Linked DNA regions of Mus musculus: region 1 is linked to region 2. A link is a contact called in public Hi-C data. All regions are on one chromosome and are shown on one strand. The core of a region is the stretch at or near the end of the contact, and the rest is flanking DNA. Distances in the headings are between cores, read along the strand shown. Region 1 overlaps Scn2b (sodium channel, voltage-gated, type II, beta). Region 2 has its middle 24 kb from the start of BC049987.

Evidence for each region. Hi-C and Micro-C count contacts between places; a contact is called where the count stands out from the background.
Region 1: a Hi-C map of the P5424 cell line shows a contact between it and region 2, with 2.1 times the contacts expected there. The contact joins two enhancer-like sites. A contact is called at or near these places in 1 of 39 promoter capture datasets (embryonic stem cells), 1 of 15 datasets of contacts at CTCF or cohesin (embryonic stem cells), 4 of 484 Hi-C or Micro-C datasets (the Ba/F3 cell line, the G1E-ER4 cell line, the P5424 cell line and 1 more), 2 of 115 datasets of contacts at active chromatin or transcription factors (T-cell acute lymphoblastic leukemia and embryonic stem cells) and 1 of 9 other capture datasets (embryonic stem cells).

Annotation. Positions count from the first base shown.
Region 1 is chr9:45,118,810-45,126,620 of GRCm38.p6, reverse strand. Scn2b (sodium channel, voltage-gated, type II, beta) reads right to left here. Exons shown (of 4, transcript NM_001014761.2): 2 at 1,513-1,679; 3 at 978-1,188; 4 at 1-516. The coding sequence ends at 317. The region is part of intron 1 of Gm10684 (predicted gene 10684); the gene reads left to right. Among named protein-coding and RNA genes, the nearest start is that of Scn2b, 4.8 kb to the right of the region's middle. Within about 2 kb of position 5,495, at least 90 of the 459 cell types and tissues checked have an H3K27ac peak or open chromatin away from gene starts, as enhancers often do. A contact at or near this core is called in the P5424 cell line, T-cell acute lymphoblastic leukemia and double positive thymocytes, where this site is marked.
Region 2 is chr9:44,643,910-44,651,726 of GRCm38.p6, reverse strand. No RefSeq gene overlaps it. Among named protein-coding and RNA genes, the nearest start is that of BC049987, 24 kb to the left of the region's middle. Within about 2 kb of position 5,131, at least 107 of the 459 cell types and tissues checked have an H3K27ac peak or open chromatin away from gene starts, as enhancers often do. A contact at or near this core is called in the P5424 cell line, T-cell acute lymphoblastic leukemia and double positive thymocytes, where this site is marked.

The DNA.
Region 1 (7,811 bases), core at 4,246-6,745, 470 kb before region 2:
CTTCTCCCACTGCCCTCCCTCCCCCATCCTGTCTTTGGGACCACACAAGTCTTTCTTCCTCAAAGACTGACAGGCTACAGCCCTTCTCTGTTCTCCCTGGGACTCCCGAATCTCAGATACCAAGGCAGTTTTCAGATGAAAGGGAGGGCGATCACCCTTGGTATAGGGGTGGGGGCATGGGAAGTGAGGCCCCAGGTCGATTCTGGGGTCCTATTCAAGAGAAGCACACCAAGAGAGAGCAGGCGGGGTCACACTGTACAGGGCAGAGAGTGAGAGGAGATAGGGCACGGGGAGGGGCTTCAGGGCAGGCTTCCGGTTACTTGGTGCCATCTTCCGCGTTGCCCTCACCATCCATCTTGCCTTCCTCTTCAGTCTTCAGGTCATCCGTGCTCAGCTTCTGCTCTTTTTTCCTCCTCACACATTTGACCACCATCAGCACCAAGATGACCACAGCCAGGAAACCCCCCACTGAGGCACCCACGATGACCGCCACCGTGGAGTCCCGCTCTGGGGGTACTAAGGGAAAGGAAGCAGAATCATAGAGCTGGAAAGGAAATTCCGTATCTCGCCCCTGCTCCCCAAAATAGGAGGGGATATTATTTGATTCCTCTCCATGGACAGGGCATTAGTGAAAGTCAAAGCAAACTAGACCACTGCCCCCTTCAAAAGGCCCCTCTACCCACAGAATGGAGTATTTAACTCGTGGACATTAAGATCAGACTCAAATCTAATTATAGAAGTTAGGAATTATGTTATCTTAAGAAATGTATGCTCTTGAACCTCAGTTTCCTCATCCATACAATGGGCATAATGAAGGTTTTAATCGTGACTGACTTGTTCCCTTTAGAGGGAAGGTGTGGATGTCTTCCACCAGGACAAGCACCTGAAGATGAGATGGGAGTCACAGGCTCCTTGAAGTGCCCTGAGCTAAGCTGTAGAGAACGGTGAGTGTCCCACAGCAACTCAGTCACTCTTACCTTCTAGAAGGACCTGCAGGTAAATCTTGCCGTGGCCGCGGTGGCGGTCTGGAGGGTTGGTAATGTAGCAGTTGTAAATGCCTTCGTCTTCTAGCTGCACGTTCTTTAGAGTCACTGACACGTCGTACTTACTGGGGTTCCCTGAGAACTCCACGCGGTCTCCAAACCGCTCCAGCTTCAGGTTAATGATCTTCATTCGGAACTGGAGGAACTGGGAGGGGAGGGGCAAATAGTATGAGCGCTGTGTGAGCATGCGCAAGGGGCTATGGGGCTTGTGGGGACACACCCTCTTCCTGTGCATCTTCTTTCTTAACATGGGAAGGAAGGGCATTAGACCTGGAAGGCCCATCCAGTTGTGGCGACATCATAACCTCTGTATCAAACAGCCTACACAGAGTCCTCTTGGGGCCCTGTTCCAGTGCAGGACTAGGGATGGGGGTGGGGGTGGGGGTGGGGGTGGGGATGGGATGGGGATGGTGGGCTTCATGCCTTGGGGGTTTTGCTTCCCTCCACTCCCTCCTCCACCAGGACTTACCATCTCCTCTGTGCAATTGTTACACTCCTGGTAAGTCCAGTTAAGAGAGAACTGCTTGTGGTTCACGGTGTAGCAGGAGTTGAAGGTACAGGGCAGGCGGGTATCGGACCCATTGAGGACACTAAGAGTGGTGGGCGCTGTGACTTCCATGCTCCGCCCCGGGGGCACTGCAGATAGAACCACAACCTGATGAGGATGCTTGGTGACAGGTGGAGGGTTGCAACCCTTCTGTAGCCAATGGGGAACAGACGGAGAGAGACAGAGGAGTTAAGGGGCAATAGGCTGGGCTCTTTACAGCTGTTAGGAAGGTGAAGCGCATGAGGGACACCAGATGTGGTCCTTAGGAGGAGAAGAGGAACAGAACCAGTGTAGAACAGACCCATCAAATTGTCTACCAGGCCATGGACAGTCAAATGGACTCTGCTTGTTCTAAGTTCATTGTAGGCAGACCCTTTCCTTGCCTCTACCCACCCCGAAGCCATTTCCCTGCCAAAGGCTTCACTGGGCTTGCCTCCATTTCCCATTCTCCATCCACTCCAGATTATTTTTGCTTCAGATTATTATTTAAGCCCATCTAGGGGAAGCGTCGTTGTTCCCATGGGGCAGGCAGCTAAAACTGGGCGAGCCTGGGAAGGCCTCGCTCTCCCTTGGCCCAGCACGAGCCACTGACTATCCCCAGGCTCGAGAAAGAGGGCAGACGGGAAAGAAGAGGTGTCCCATAAGAAGAGGTTCATTCTGAGGACTTGCTGACCGGCCTACATGGATGCTCTGCCCTTTGGGAAATGCTGACCTGGAAACGCTATGGCGCAGAGTTGGTTCAGGTTGGCAGGAGGCAGGGTGGGAACAGAAATCCCTCGGAAGTACTGGATGAGGTCAAGGCCTGGTGCTGCAACTGAGAGAAGTGCCCCCACAATACTCCGTAGAGCAGAGATGAGGGAGCACAGGTGAGCAGCCCAGGGCCCAGCCGTTACAGAGACACGCACTGCAAAGCCATGAAAGTACTCCACAGATACCTGCAGGACTGCCTCAGACTAGCCCAGACCTTAATTCCACAATCGATCATCTGCCAAGGCTGTTAAAACTTCATTCTAAAAGTTCAGCTTAGTATTAACAGGGCAGGGGCATAGCTCAGGGTTAGAGCAATGGCTCACATCAAAACCCCCAGCAGTGACAGTGCCACTTCATTTTCATTGTTTTGTGATATGGGGCATGGCTTTTTTTGTTTGTCTGGTTTGTTCGGTTTGATTTTTACATTTGGCCTTGGAGTGTTGCGAGGAGGGGTGTATCTGGCTGGCCTCCTCTGGTAGCCCAGGCTATCTTGGAACTAGCTATATAGCTAAGAATGACCTTGAACTTTTAACCTGCCTACTTCCACTTCCAGAGTGCTGGGATTATAAGGGTGCCCCACCCCCACCCAGTTTATTCACTGCTCAGAATCAAATGTAAGTCCTTAAATTGGTAGAGGCAGGCACTCTACCAACAGAACCACATCTCTAGCCCTCATTCATTCACGATACTAAATACACGTAAATTACCTACTGTGTGCCAGGTTGTGTTTAGTCCTAGATCCTAGGACTTGTCACTAGTATGAGGCATAACCACTGTGTGGTGGGGCTTGTATTCTGGTGAGGGAGCATAAAGGGACAAGAATGAAAATAGGAACATGGCCGTCTGGAATGTTACATGACATGGGATATAAGAATAAAATATGGCAGAGGGGAGTTTAAGGGTGGCCAGGAAATAAGGCTCTGGAGAATGACATCCAGACAGCATTGAACTTGAGAAGGAGTGAGCCATCATGGAACATCAAGGGCCACATTTCTAAGGCTGGATTTGACCTTCATACATCTGAGAAAGAACAAGGCAGGGCATGGGAAGACCTGAGATTAGAGCTGGGCAAGGACCAGGCCAAGGGGCAGAACATGGGATCTGGGATGATTTAGGGGGGGTTTAAGGATGGGGTGCAGTCGATGGGGTGCCAGCTGAGTGAAGATTATAGCTACTGATGTGGGCAGACACATGTCCCCCCAATTCCACTTATCTTCCGTCCCAGCTGTAGCCCCGATCAACTATGAGAAATGTAAGCAGACTTCTCCACCCCTACCCCCGAACCCCCACCCCCATCCCTGTGCCTCAGCCCCTTCCTCCAGCAAACCTAGTTCATGACACTGTCACTGGGTGCTTATAGTGACTAAAGTAAATGCTGAGAGCTCAGCAAATGACAGCTGCTATTAACTGCATTCTCCTAACGTCTGCTTTGGGGACAGAAAGAGCTAAGAGGTGAGGTGGGGCAGTCTCTAGGACTGAGGGTACTTCAGGACTGGATTTACCCGGGATCTCTAGCTAAGGAGCCAGGCTGCAAGGATCCTGGGTTTTCCCACAAACCAGCTGGCCCTCCCTTCAGAAGCAGAAGTACAACAGCCTGCAAGCAGAGAAGCTAAACCTGCCGGAGCACCCTTCTGCACTGCACACCCACCCTTGTGAAGGGCCTGCAGAGCTCGAAACCTAAAATCAGGAGGGTCTCTGGACTGCTGGCCTTGGAATCCCCACCAAGGCCCTGCCTGGGGGCGGGTCTAGAGACCACACCTGCTCACCAATGACTCCAGTTGAGCACAGAGCTGCTCACAGGGGTTACGCCAGCTGGGGAAGCTGATGGGGCTCCTCCCAAGAGGAACAAAGCCTGGCTCTCAGCTCTTGCACTTTCATATCGAGTCTAAAAGTACCTGGCCCGGTGCCAGACGAGAGGGAGGTGTGCAGAAAATATTAACACCACCCCCACACTGCAGAGGCTGAGGAATTTGAGGGAAAGAACTGATGGAGGCTTGTCCTCAGTTTACCTTCTATACCGGGCATTCCGACCTATCCAGCCCCTCCCCCTGAAAGGGCTTCCACCTTCCCAGGGCCACCCCTCCCCACACAAGTGCTCTGTGAAACTAGTTGGCTCGGTAAAGTCCACCTTTCTTCTCCTTGTTCCTTCCCAGTTTGAACATCAGCTCACATCTCCCTCCCGCCCCATCTCATCTAGAAGGATCCAGCTACGTCAGGTGGCAGAGTTGCAGGGGAGCCAGAGGCGTTTTCAGGCTAATGGCAGGGGACAGAGAAAGGTGCAATGCGGGTTCCCCCTGCATGTGCTCTGCAAGAGGAGCCAGATGGGATTCGTGTGCCCTCTAGTGGCCACAGATGTCAACGAACCAGTCCCAGCAGCAGGGAAGAAAGTGAGGAGAAACTAGAACCTGAATCCATGCCGCCTGGCTCCGAACAGGGCTGAGGTGAGGACACAGAGCTGGGGATGGGTTGGGTTGGGGGGCTGGTTACTGTCCGTTCAAGGTGTCCTAAGATGTACATAGTGGCTCCAGTCCCTGACTCCTGCAGAATCCCCAGCAGACAATGGTCCGCCTTGGGTTCCACCAAAGTCCTATCTGGTACCAGGTCTGAGGTCTAGGTTTCCTGATTCCCAACTTACAGGAAGATGATAGTGGGGTGCAGCAACCCAGTATTCGACACAGCTGGGTCCTTTAGGCCCTGACCATCCATTGTTCTCCCAGGGCAATCATGCAGAGACCCTGAAACATGGCTTATCTGCCAAACACTCTCTTCAAAAGACTTGGAAGTAAATTCCCTTTTCTCCTCCTTCCAGGCCTAAAGTAATCTATACACTTGTCTTATTCTTAAGGAAAAAAGAAGATTTTTTAAAAAGGGAGGGAGGGGTAAGAGGAGGTTGGGGAGAATTGTCTTCTAATAGCTCCTGCCTCCAAGGGACATGTGATGTCTAGCTCTCCCGCCTCTCCACTCAGTTTCTCTTGCCCAGATCTCCTCCCCAGGCAGCCAGAACCAAGCTGTACTCCCATCCCCTACCTCCGAGACACCAGTGGCTTCCTGCTGCTTCTAGGGCAGAGTTCTGGCACCTGGGTGCAGCTCCTGGGTGGCCTTTCCCATCTGGGGCACAGCTGCACATCACAGCCTCATCTCCTGCCAGGCCCCACCCCTTGCGTGGGACTCTAGGGACACCGAATCTCCCAGTCTCCTCTTCCCTCCCCTCCACCTGGCCTTGTTCAGGCTTTTGCTTTAGGTTGGAAGTTTTGCTCGCCGTCCTCCCTGGAGTTCTTCCACATAAACCCCAAACCCCACTCATAGGGCACAGCTTAGGTGACATCTTCCCTAGTGTCTGATCCTCTCCCAGCCAGGCTCCTATTACTTCCAGTGACTCAGGGGCCAAGTGGTAGGATGTTCAAGCCTGGGACTCTAGAGATCTTGATATGATCTTGGGCAAGTGCACTAGGGTTCCAGTGCTGCAATGTCCTCATCTGTAATACAGGGGACACTAACCCCTCTAAGGTCAATGGGGCAATTAAGTGACGTGCTCTATGTGCGAAGCTCAGCCTGGCACACAGCTGTTAGCAAAAGGTGACCTCCAGCATTAGCATGCCCAACATTCTCATAGCACACACAATGCTGAGGCGCTGTTGCTTATGTACCTGCGTCTCTCCAGAGGCTCTGGTGAGCTCCTTCTTATTCGTGTTGCTATCCCTGAGTCCAGAACGGCACATAGCACATACTGAGTGCTCAATACAATTTTGTTGCCAGGGGTATGGGTAGGCAGGGAGGAGGCATTCTCCTCCAAATCTAAGTCCTGCCCTTAGCAGCAAATGTGTAGGGTTGAACGGAAGCCCACACTCTACTCTCTAAGCTCCCCTCAAACACAGCCCAGACCTTGATGACCAGGACAGTGGCTGAAAAACGCGTGGTCTTGAGAAACACCCTGGAGCTTGTCGTGGGAATAGCTGTTGGCCATCTTTACAGTCATCCGCATGTAACCTGCCTCTGATACGCTCTCCCTCCTAATCGGTGGTATCCCTGCATCCCAGTGACCACTGCTACTGCAAGCATCCAAGTTCCGTTGCCGAGGGAATGGACTGCCAGAGGCGTGCCTCCTTACAGCTTCCCGAAGCTCCAGGTCTCCACTCTCACAGACCTGCTGAAACATGCACTTCTTCCCATTGCCTCCTTGCAGCCCTCATGCGCAGGCGTCTGCATCCAAGGCACCATCTCCCTCAAGGCCAGGCCCGCTGGTCCTCTTGCCAAAGCCCTGGCCTTGTTCACTTAAATATGGCTGCCATAGACAGCCTCCATCTGACAGGAGGCTGTGGCCAGTGCCTGAGAGGAGATCTGTCCTCCACCTCTGGCTTTTTTTTTTTTTTTTAAATTCAGATCTTCCTCCTACTCCCCCTTTTAGCCTGTACTTGATACTCTTGACCAATTAATGCCAACAGAGTAGTACCACTTCCTGAACATTGGGGGCAGTAGAACCCAATATTAAAAGAATGTGCTAAGCCAGATACAAATCTCAGTTCTGAGTTCAAATCTCAGCTCTCTCATGCTAGTCACATGACCTGATTGGAGGAGTTACTGAACCTCACCGTGCCTTTGTTTCCACCCTAGAACATGAATAGATTCACAGTATCTACTACAAGTAACTGCTGTGCGTGAGGGCTTAGCAAAATATGCCATGCCAGGGTTCACGGGAAGCATGTTGGCCCCTGCTGTGTGTTAGGTCACAAGCTCACCAAGCAAGAGACAGTCTCCAGTCTCCCATGGGAGCAGTGATGCTGAAGTGGCGCTCGGGGTAGGTAGGGTCTCGCCCATGGTTATAGAGTAAAACACAAAGCTAGTTTTAAACTTGGGTCCAGTTCCGAAAGACGAAAGATGTTAGATCTTTATCTTGCAGGTTACCAGGATTGCTTCATGTCTCTGTTATCCCTGTGGGCCCTATACCCAGCATGAGAGGGAGGGGGGATATACCACCCAGCACAGTGAGAAAGGACACAGAAGGTGGGACAGAGAGACAGAGACCAGCATAGAGACAGAAAGAGAGACAACAGAGAGACAGACAGATTGAGAGAGCTTATAGTGGGACCTAATCTCACCTAAGATCCTTAAACTTGACCCTCAGGCACTACAGAGAGAATTTTAAGAGTGAGAGTAAAACTGTCCACAAGGCAGGTTTAGAGCCCAGCATGGTGGCACTTGTCTGTAATCCCATCACCCAGGAAGAGAAAGAGACAGGAGAATCACTGAAAGTTCGAGATCAGCCAAGACTACAAAGTGAGACCTTATGGGTTGTGGGGTGGGGTAGAGTCGGGAAGCAGGCCTACAAATAGCCTCCTAACATACCTGCCTAGTACGAGGTCTCTAGGTGTTCAGCTATGAAATTGGCTTTGGGACCTTACGACAGGGTGGTCTGCAAGGTTGGGCTGGACCACGGAGACTGGTTTTAAAGGAACTCTCCCTAGGTTCCACTT
Region 2 (7,817 bases), core at 3,882-6,381:
CCCATATGACATTGTTATTAAGAACTACAGCTCCCAGCATTCCAGGAAGTTAGCTGGTCCTTGGGGGGGGGGGGGTTACAGGTTAACTTTGGGTCTTACAAAGGGAGAAGAGTGTTGGAAATGTCTATTACCTGGACAGGTGGAGGTTGGTGTGTCGGCTGAGGGGTTCCCAATAGAGCAAGGCAGCCAGGAAGAGGATGAGGAGCCCTGGATTCTCGTTCGTGACTCGCAGTCCAAGCATGACTTCCCCTACACCCCTGGCCAGGCCCTGGTGGATGCCCTCTGCCTGCCTCCATACTACTAATGACTGATCCTGCAGAAGGGCCCCAGACATTCGGGAAATCCCACAGCTAGAGAGAGGCTATTCTGGTAGGTCAAGATCTTGCTGTCCTAGAAGGTTCCAGACATTGATGTGACCGTGAGTGATGGCTGAAGCAGGAGCCTAGGACCCAGCGCCCTCAGGGAAGGCAGGTTTGTCCCTCCTGACCCTTCCCATCCTGCCTCACAGCCACTCCCAGTGGCCTCAGTGAGACTTGCAGGGAAGGGAGGGTCCCACCTCCAGGATGGCAGGCCGGCCTGCCTGCCCACTGTCCCCTCACCTCCAAGTACTTCAGAGCCTTGTCAGCAACACTAGGGTCTGAGAAGCAGCCAGCCCAGAGTGGGGTGAGGTTGGAGGGATAAAACTCCAGGTTCTTCCTCTTTTCCAAGTCGTAGTTGAACCAGGCACCCTTCTGCTCTTCCCACAGGATGGCCAAGCGCTGGGCCTGCAGGTTCCCGTTCATCTGGCTTTGGTAGCCTCTGTATGGTTCTGCCTTTAGTCTCAACGGGCATCGCTCTGCTCTTGGGTAATAAGGAAACTTTATCCTTTAGTAATTTCTAGAACAAAAGGGATCATCTCCTATCTCCACATCCTGCAGGAGCCTCCCAGACCCCAGGAAGGTCCAGCCAGCCCTGACATCACCAGGATGCTGAGTCTATCTGCTGTATCCCGTGGGTGTATCAGAGACTCACGTCATGCTGTGCTATCTTCTGTCTCACTGACAGTAATGGTTGCTGCAGAAGGTGGTCCTGCGTGCAGCAGTTCTGAAGGACTGTCTTACCTTTTTTGTCCTCTGAAGTCCTTATTATACTGCTTAGAATAAAATCTACTAGTTGTCCGATTGCTTCTTTTATTGTTTGTTTATTTTGTGTGAGGTGTGTGCAGCACACACGTGAGGGTGAGTATGAGCACACAGAGACTAGAGAAGGATGTCATCGCTTTGTCCCCTGGTCAGAGTTTCTCACTGACCTGTGCTAGTCTGGCAGCTGGTGATCTGCAGGGACCCCCTGCCTCTGCCCTCCACACACTGGGGTTATAGGCCCTGTTGGCAATGCCTGACTCTTTACATGGGTTCTGGGGATTTTAACTCAGGGTCTCGAGCTTGCACACTTGCCCTCAGCCTGTACAGGTGCCCCTTTCCCATCATGCCCCATGACTGGTTATTCATAAGCACGCACTATAGCTCAGACTTCAGAACGCATCCCTTGTCAACCTGCTTGGCCCCAGCCCCAGCCCTATCATGAGCCCTGACCCCCCTCTTCCCTTGAGCCATCTCTGTTCCGTGACCTGCTCCTGCTTCTATCCCAGACACCCAGGTCTTTGCGACCCTTGAAAGATAATCTCAGGCTCTTTGCACTTCAGATTCTTTGTCTGGCTGTCCCCTCTCTACCTGCTCAGGGATGATTCTGTCCACACTTCACCTCCTCTGAGACACGTCCCATCCTGTAAAATACCCTCTGCTCACCTTTCCCATGGTCCCACAGTTCTCCTTGGCTGTTGTTACTGCTATTGTACGAGATGGGTGAGCGTGCTGTGCGCCCGCACGGAGGCAAGATGCTGCCCTTGTCTCTGGTTTTGCTGCTAGAAGCTGAAGCTCAGAAGGAGGTTTGACATCCTCTGATAGAGAGCATCAGGGTAGGCTGAACCCCAGGGGCTCTTCACCCCTGGGCTCTGCTCACACCCAGACTGGGAAAGGTTTGCTTGAACAACGGAGAGAACAGCCCTGGGAGGTCCACATAGCAGCCCAGAAGGAAGGCTATGTGGCCAGCAGCCCTCACGTGACTGACTACAGCTTGTCGGAAGGTGTAAGGTTGATATACCTGAGGGAGGCAACTCTGCAAGGAAAGAAGGCTGAGGCTTCCCCTCGCAGAGAACCATCCAAGGTCCACAAGGGATACTTGCCTCAGTGGGCTGTCTGATGGCAGAAGGGAATGCTTGGTGGTTCGACCTCTTGGAATTCTGTGTCCTACTCTGGGCTATTCCAGACAGGAAAGACCTAGTTGGGGCTGGGGGGTGCAGTTGGAGCAAGGCCTGCTGGGTAGGGATGGAGGAGGAGGGTTGGAGGAGAGGTGTAGACTAGGTCCAGGCACACCAGACTTACTTCTCTGCAGTTTAGCTGCCAGCTTGAGCCCTGCTGTGCCACCCCTCACCCCCAGGACAGATCCTCCCATTTGGCCAAGGACTCTACTCAAACCACAACCACCTGTGGGTCAAAGAAAAACCACAGCCTTTGTATACAACAACCGGGGGCAGGGGCTGGGGAGAAGCATGTCTCAGGCATCCTTTTTCTTTTCTGCACGGGACAGCAATTTTGCAGAAAGGGAGTGGAGGAGGCATGTGGGCCCCACAGCAGGCAGCTGCCGCAGCCTGCCCCACCTCTGCCTACTCTACCTGCCCAAACTCTTGTTAGCACCCCAACCACCGTGGCTTCCTGTCTCCCCGTGGGAACATGGCATGGGGTCTGGGTGCCCACCATGCCCACGTGACTGAGCAGCTCCCGGCCACAGCTCATGTCAGCAGAGTCAGTGCCACCTGAGGATCCAACTCAGGTCAGGCTGCCCCCGTGGTCACCGTCTGCTGGGCAGTGCCTGAGATTCACAGTGTTCATAAATCTCCATGAAAGACATTTTAGATCAGAGGTAAACCCTAGCAAAGCCAACCGAGGACTGGGCTACACCCTAACAGGCCTTTGTAACGCTTTCATTTTTTGTCTTTTTTGGTGTGTTTTATATTATTGATTTTGTTTGGTTTGAAACAGGATGGATCTCACTACGGAGCCCTAGAACTCAATGTATAGGCCAAGCTGTCAGATTCACAGAGATCTCTGTCTCCTAAGTGCCGGCATCAAAGAAAGGCCTTTGCTATCATGCCCTGCTAGTTTGGTTTCTGTTTGTTTTAAAGAGAGATGGATTAAGTTTGTTTTTAACAATTTATTTATTTTATTTATATGAGTACACTGTCCCTGTCTTCAGACACACCAGAAGAGGGCATCGGATCCCATTACAGATGGTTGTGAGCCACCATGTGGTTGCTGGGATTTGAACTCAACACCTCTGGAAGACCAGTCAGTGCTCTTAACCACTGAGCCATCTCTCCAGCCTTTTTTGTTTGTTTGTTTGTTTTGTTTAAGTCTTTTTTTTTTTTTTTGGTCTTTTTTTGGTTTTTCAAGACAGGGTTTCTCTGTGTAGCCCAGGCTGTCCTGGAACTCACTTTGTAGACCAGGCTGGCCTCGAACTCAAAAATCCGCCTGCCTCTGCCTCCCAAGTGCTGGGATTAAAGGCGTTTTGTTTAAGTCTTATTTTTAAGTGTGTCTGTGTGTGGATGAGCCCGTGTGGGTCAGAGGCACTGGGCTCCCTGAAGCTGGGCTTACAGGCTGTTGTGAGGGCCTGACATGAGTGCTGGGAACTCAGGTCCTCAGAAGAGCAGTACAGACTCTCTAGAGCCATGGTTTTGCTTTTTTTTTTTTTTTTCTGGGATAAGTTCTCATAGCGCAAGCCGGTGAAGAACTAAGTGTCCCAGGTTGGCTCCAACTCACGGCCATCCTCCTGCTTTAGTCTCTTGTGCTGCACAGTCTCTTTAACCCACTAATGTCCTAGGCTCCTGTCAAATGAGATGAACACACTTCCTCCCTATTTAAGTCACTGTTTCTCAGATTTCTGTCCTGTCTGCGGCTGAGTGGCATCTTTAATGGCACCCTCTGCAGAGTGGTCCTTGTTGATCTCTAAGTTTGGGGTCAGCCTGGTCTATAGAGTAAGTTCTAGGACAAGTGAGGACTACACAGAGAAACCCTGTCTTGAAAAACAACAAACAAACAAACAAGCATAAAACAAATAAACAAAAACAAAAGAAAAAACCACAACCCCCTCCCCCCAAGCCCCACTTCCCATTAGGACCCATATGTCCATAACATTTCCAGCCAGGTGACAAGGTCTTGTCCTCTGTCTCTTTCTGTGCATGTAGGAGTGCGTGTATCAGAAGCCAGAAGTCAGCGTGAAAACTCTTTCTCAATTGCTCTCCATTTTGGTGTCTGAGGAAGGTATTCCTACAGATCCCAGAGCTCACCGACTTGACTACACTGGCGGACTAGAAATTCCCAGGGATGCTCCTGCCTCTGCCTCCTCGGCACTGCCACCACCGGCGGGGTGCTGGAGATCCAAACTTAGGTCCTGCAGCTTGTGAGGCAGGCACTCTGGGGTCTGTGCCATCACCGCAGCCCCATTTGGAGCTGTTCCGTATTCATGCCTGCCTCATCTGTGGCCAGCTGAGGCTACAGGAAGAGTTAAAAGTGCTCAGCCCTAAAAACATACAGACAAGTAGCATTCTACAAGCTGAACAGGTTGTATTTATGTATCTAAGTACACACACACACACACACACACACACACAGAGAGAGAGAGAGAGCAATAATTTATGCAAAAGAGAGGCAATGAGCCGGGCTTGGTGGAGCACGCCTTTAATCCCAGCACTCGGGAGGCAGAGGCAGGTGGATTTCTGAGTTCGAGGCCAGCCTGGTCTACAAAGAGAGTTCCAGGACAGCCAGGGCTATACAGAGAAACCTTGTCTCAAAAAACCAAACCAGAGAGAGAGGGAGAGAGAGAGAGAGAAAGAGAGAGAGAGAGAGAGAGAAGCAATGAATTTGAAATAAAGAAAGAAGGGGTGTGTATGGGAAGGCTTGGAGGGATGAAAGGAAGAAACGACACAGTGATATTATAGTCTCAAAAAATAAAAGAAATACTTTTTAAAGGCTGTGTTGTCTACATAGGCATGCCAGCAGCTGCTCCCCTGCTGGTGTAGAACAGCTACCTTCCTCACTCTTGCCTGTCAGGTGTGCCCCTGTCTCAGCCGCCTGCACTTCAAGGCCTTCTCAGGCAAGGAGCTCCTGGTTCTCTGGATGTTTGGTGATGCCACAATGACATGACTTCTTTGTCCCAGTCCTGGGGTGCTGAGGTGGTCAAGGTCATGACCCGTGACAAGATATCTATGGACAGCAAACTGTTAAACTGCCCCACGTGTCCTGCTCTGCCGTGCCCCGCTATATGTAGCCAACTAGAATGCCATTTGAAAACTAAAATCTCCCATCAGGCTGGGCGGTTTGGCCCCATTCGGCAGGAGGGGAAAGGGCCAGTGTGGCTGCAGGCTGGCCCTAAACATCAGCTTCCAGCCCGCGGAGCTGCAGGCTTCCGGTGCTGGGCGGGGCCAGAGCCGTGGGACCGCAGGCCTCGGTGGTGTGACTGATCCTCTGAACACTAATAGGAAGCCACACACCGTTCATTCTCCTAGAATAGCTACGCACCTGCAGATAAGCAGTTTCTGTTGTGGTGAGAAACAGCACAAGAGAGAGATGTAAAGGTAGGCCAGGGCCCAGCCGGTCCCGACCGTGACAATTCTTTTTTGTGGTGAAGTTTTTGTGGTCCTCACACCTCCTACTCACTTTCAATCAGTGCCACCTGCAAGCCATCGGCCACTCTGGCCACACAGACACCTATGCCGAGGGCCAGCCAAGCCTGTCCCCAGACCACTCAACTGAGATTGCTGAGGCCACTCTCACTGAGAGCCTAAGAGATAGGCCCTGGTTTGGCCTCATTTGGTCTCCATAAGTCCATTGCAGTCACTACGGTTTGTTGGGGTCTTAGTTTCCTCTTTTGCAAAGCAGGACTAATGGTAGCTCTCTTCAGAAGCTATTGTGAGACAGAAGGACTGCATGTGGCCAGCTGAGGGCGGTGCCTGTCCTGTTTATGGGTGGAGATGCTCCAGCTGGCCTCCTGCCCTATTGTGCAGCCTGTCCCTGTCGCGTGGCTGAGGAATACTCCACTGAAGCTTGAGAGAAAGTTTGACTAAGACGTGATCTATGTGCTGGCTAGTTTTATGTCAACTTGTTTCAAGCTGGGGTCATCAGGGAGGAGGGAGCCTCAGCTGAGACAATGACTCCATAAGATTGGGCTTAGATGACAATGTAGGGCATTGTCTTAATTAGTGATTAATGGGGGAGGGCCTAGCCCATTCTGGTTGGTTCCTGGTTCTATAAGAAAGCAGGCTGAGCAAGCCAGGAGGAGCAAGCCAGTAAGCAGCACCACTCCATCGCCTCTGCATCAGTTTCTGCCTCCAGGATCCTGTCCTGCTTGAGTTCCTGTCCTGACTTCCTTTGGTGATAAATGGTGAGGTATAAGGGTAAGCTGAATAAACCCTCTTCTCGCCAGGTTGCTTTGGTCATGGTGTTTCATGGCAGCAATGGTAACCCTGGGGTCCATTGCTAAGGTCCCTCTAGGACAGTGGCTCTTAGTCTTCCGAATGCTGCAGCCTTTCTTTCATTACTACTATAATCTTACTACTGTCATGAAATGTGATACAAACATCTGTGTTTTCTGATGGCCCTAGGCAACCCTGTGAAAGGGTTATTTGACCCCCGAAGGGTCTCGACCTCTAGGTTGAGAACTGTTGCTCTAGGAGGGCTTCCTCAGCCACCTCAGCACAGCTGCTCCCTTTGGACTTTCCTGCTTATGTGACCCCAGCCTGTGGCCTGAGACAAAAGAGGAGGGCTCACCTGGGAAGTGTCTTCACAGCACAGGTCAGATAAGCAAAGGGCCGCCTCAAAGCACTGGAACAGGACCGTGTCCTACAGGGCCTTGTCCTGGTCTGTGTGGTGCACTGCCTCCTAGCTCAGCCACTCACACGAGAACAAGACAGCGTGCAGGGAAGATGAAGATGCCTAGGGCCACAGCTCAGCAAGGGAAAGAGAGAGACCCAGAAGAGAGGAGGAAGAGGAGAGCAAGGGGAGAGGGAGAAGGAGATGGAGAAGGAGTAGTAAAGAGGGAGACAAGAAAGAATAGGAGGGGAGCAAAAGAAGACAGAACAAACAGGAAAAGCAGAGTCAGAGTTGGTCAGATGCAGCACTCATCTTAGCACTGGGGAGGCAGAGGCAGGCAGATCTCTGAGTTCAAGGTCAGCCTGCCTTATATAGTGATTTCTAGGACAGCTCAGGCTACATAAAGAGACCTTGCCCCCGGCTGGAGAAATGGCTCCATGGCCAAGAGCTTTGGCTGCTCCTCCAGAGGACTTAGGTCCAATTACTAGCACCCACGTGGCAGTTCACAACTGTCTACAACTCTAGTTACAGGTGATCCAACACCCTCATAGAGACATACATGCAGGCAAAACACCAATGCACATGAAATTGAAAATAAATAAAAGAAATAATTTTTAAAAAGAGACCCTGACTCAACAATAAAATAAAAAACAAACAAGAAAAGAAAATCTTGGAGTCTTGGAGGTGGGATAAGCGAACGTAGACAGGTTATCTCCAAAGCTTGGCATTCTTTTTTTTTTTTTTTTTTTTTTTTTTGATTTTCGAGACAGGGTTTCTCTGATTAGCCCTGGCTGTCCTGGAACTCACTTTGTAGACCAGGCTGGCCTCGAACTCAGAAATCTGCCTGTCTCTGCCTCCCGAGTGCTGGCATTAAAGGTGAGCGCCACCACACCCGGTGAAGCTTGGCATTCTTAA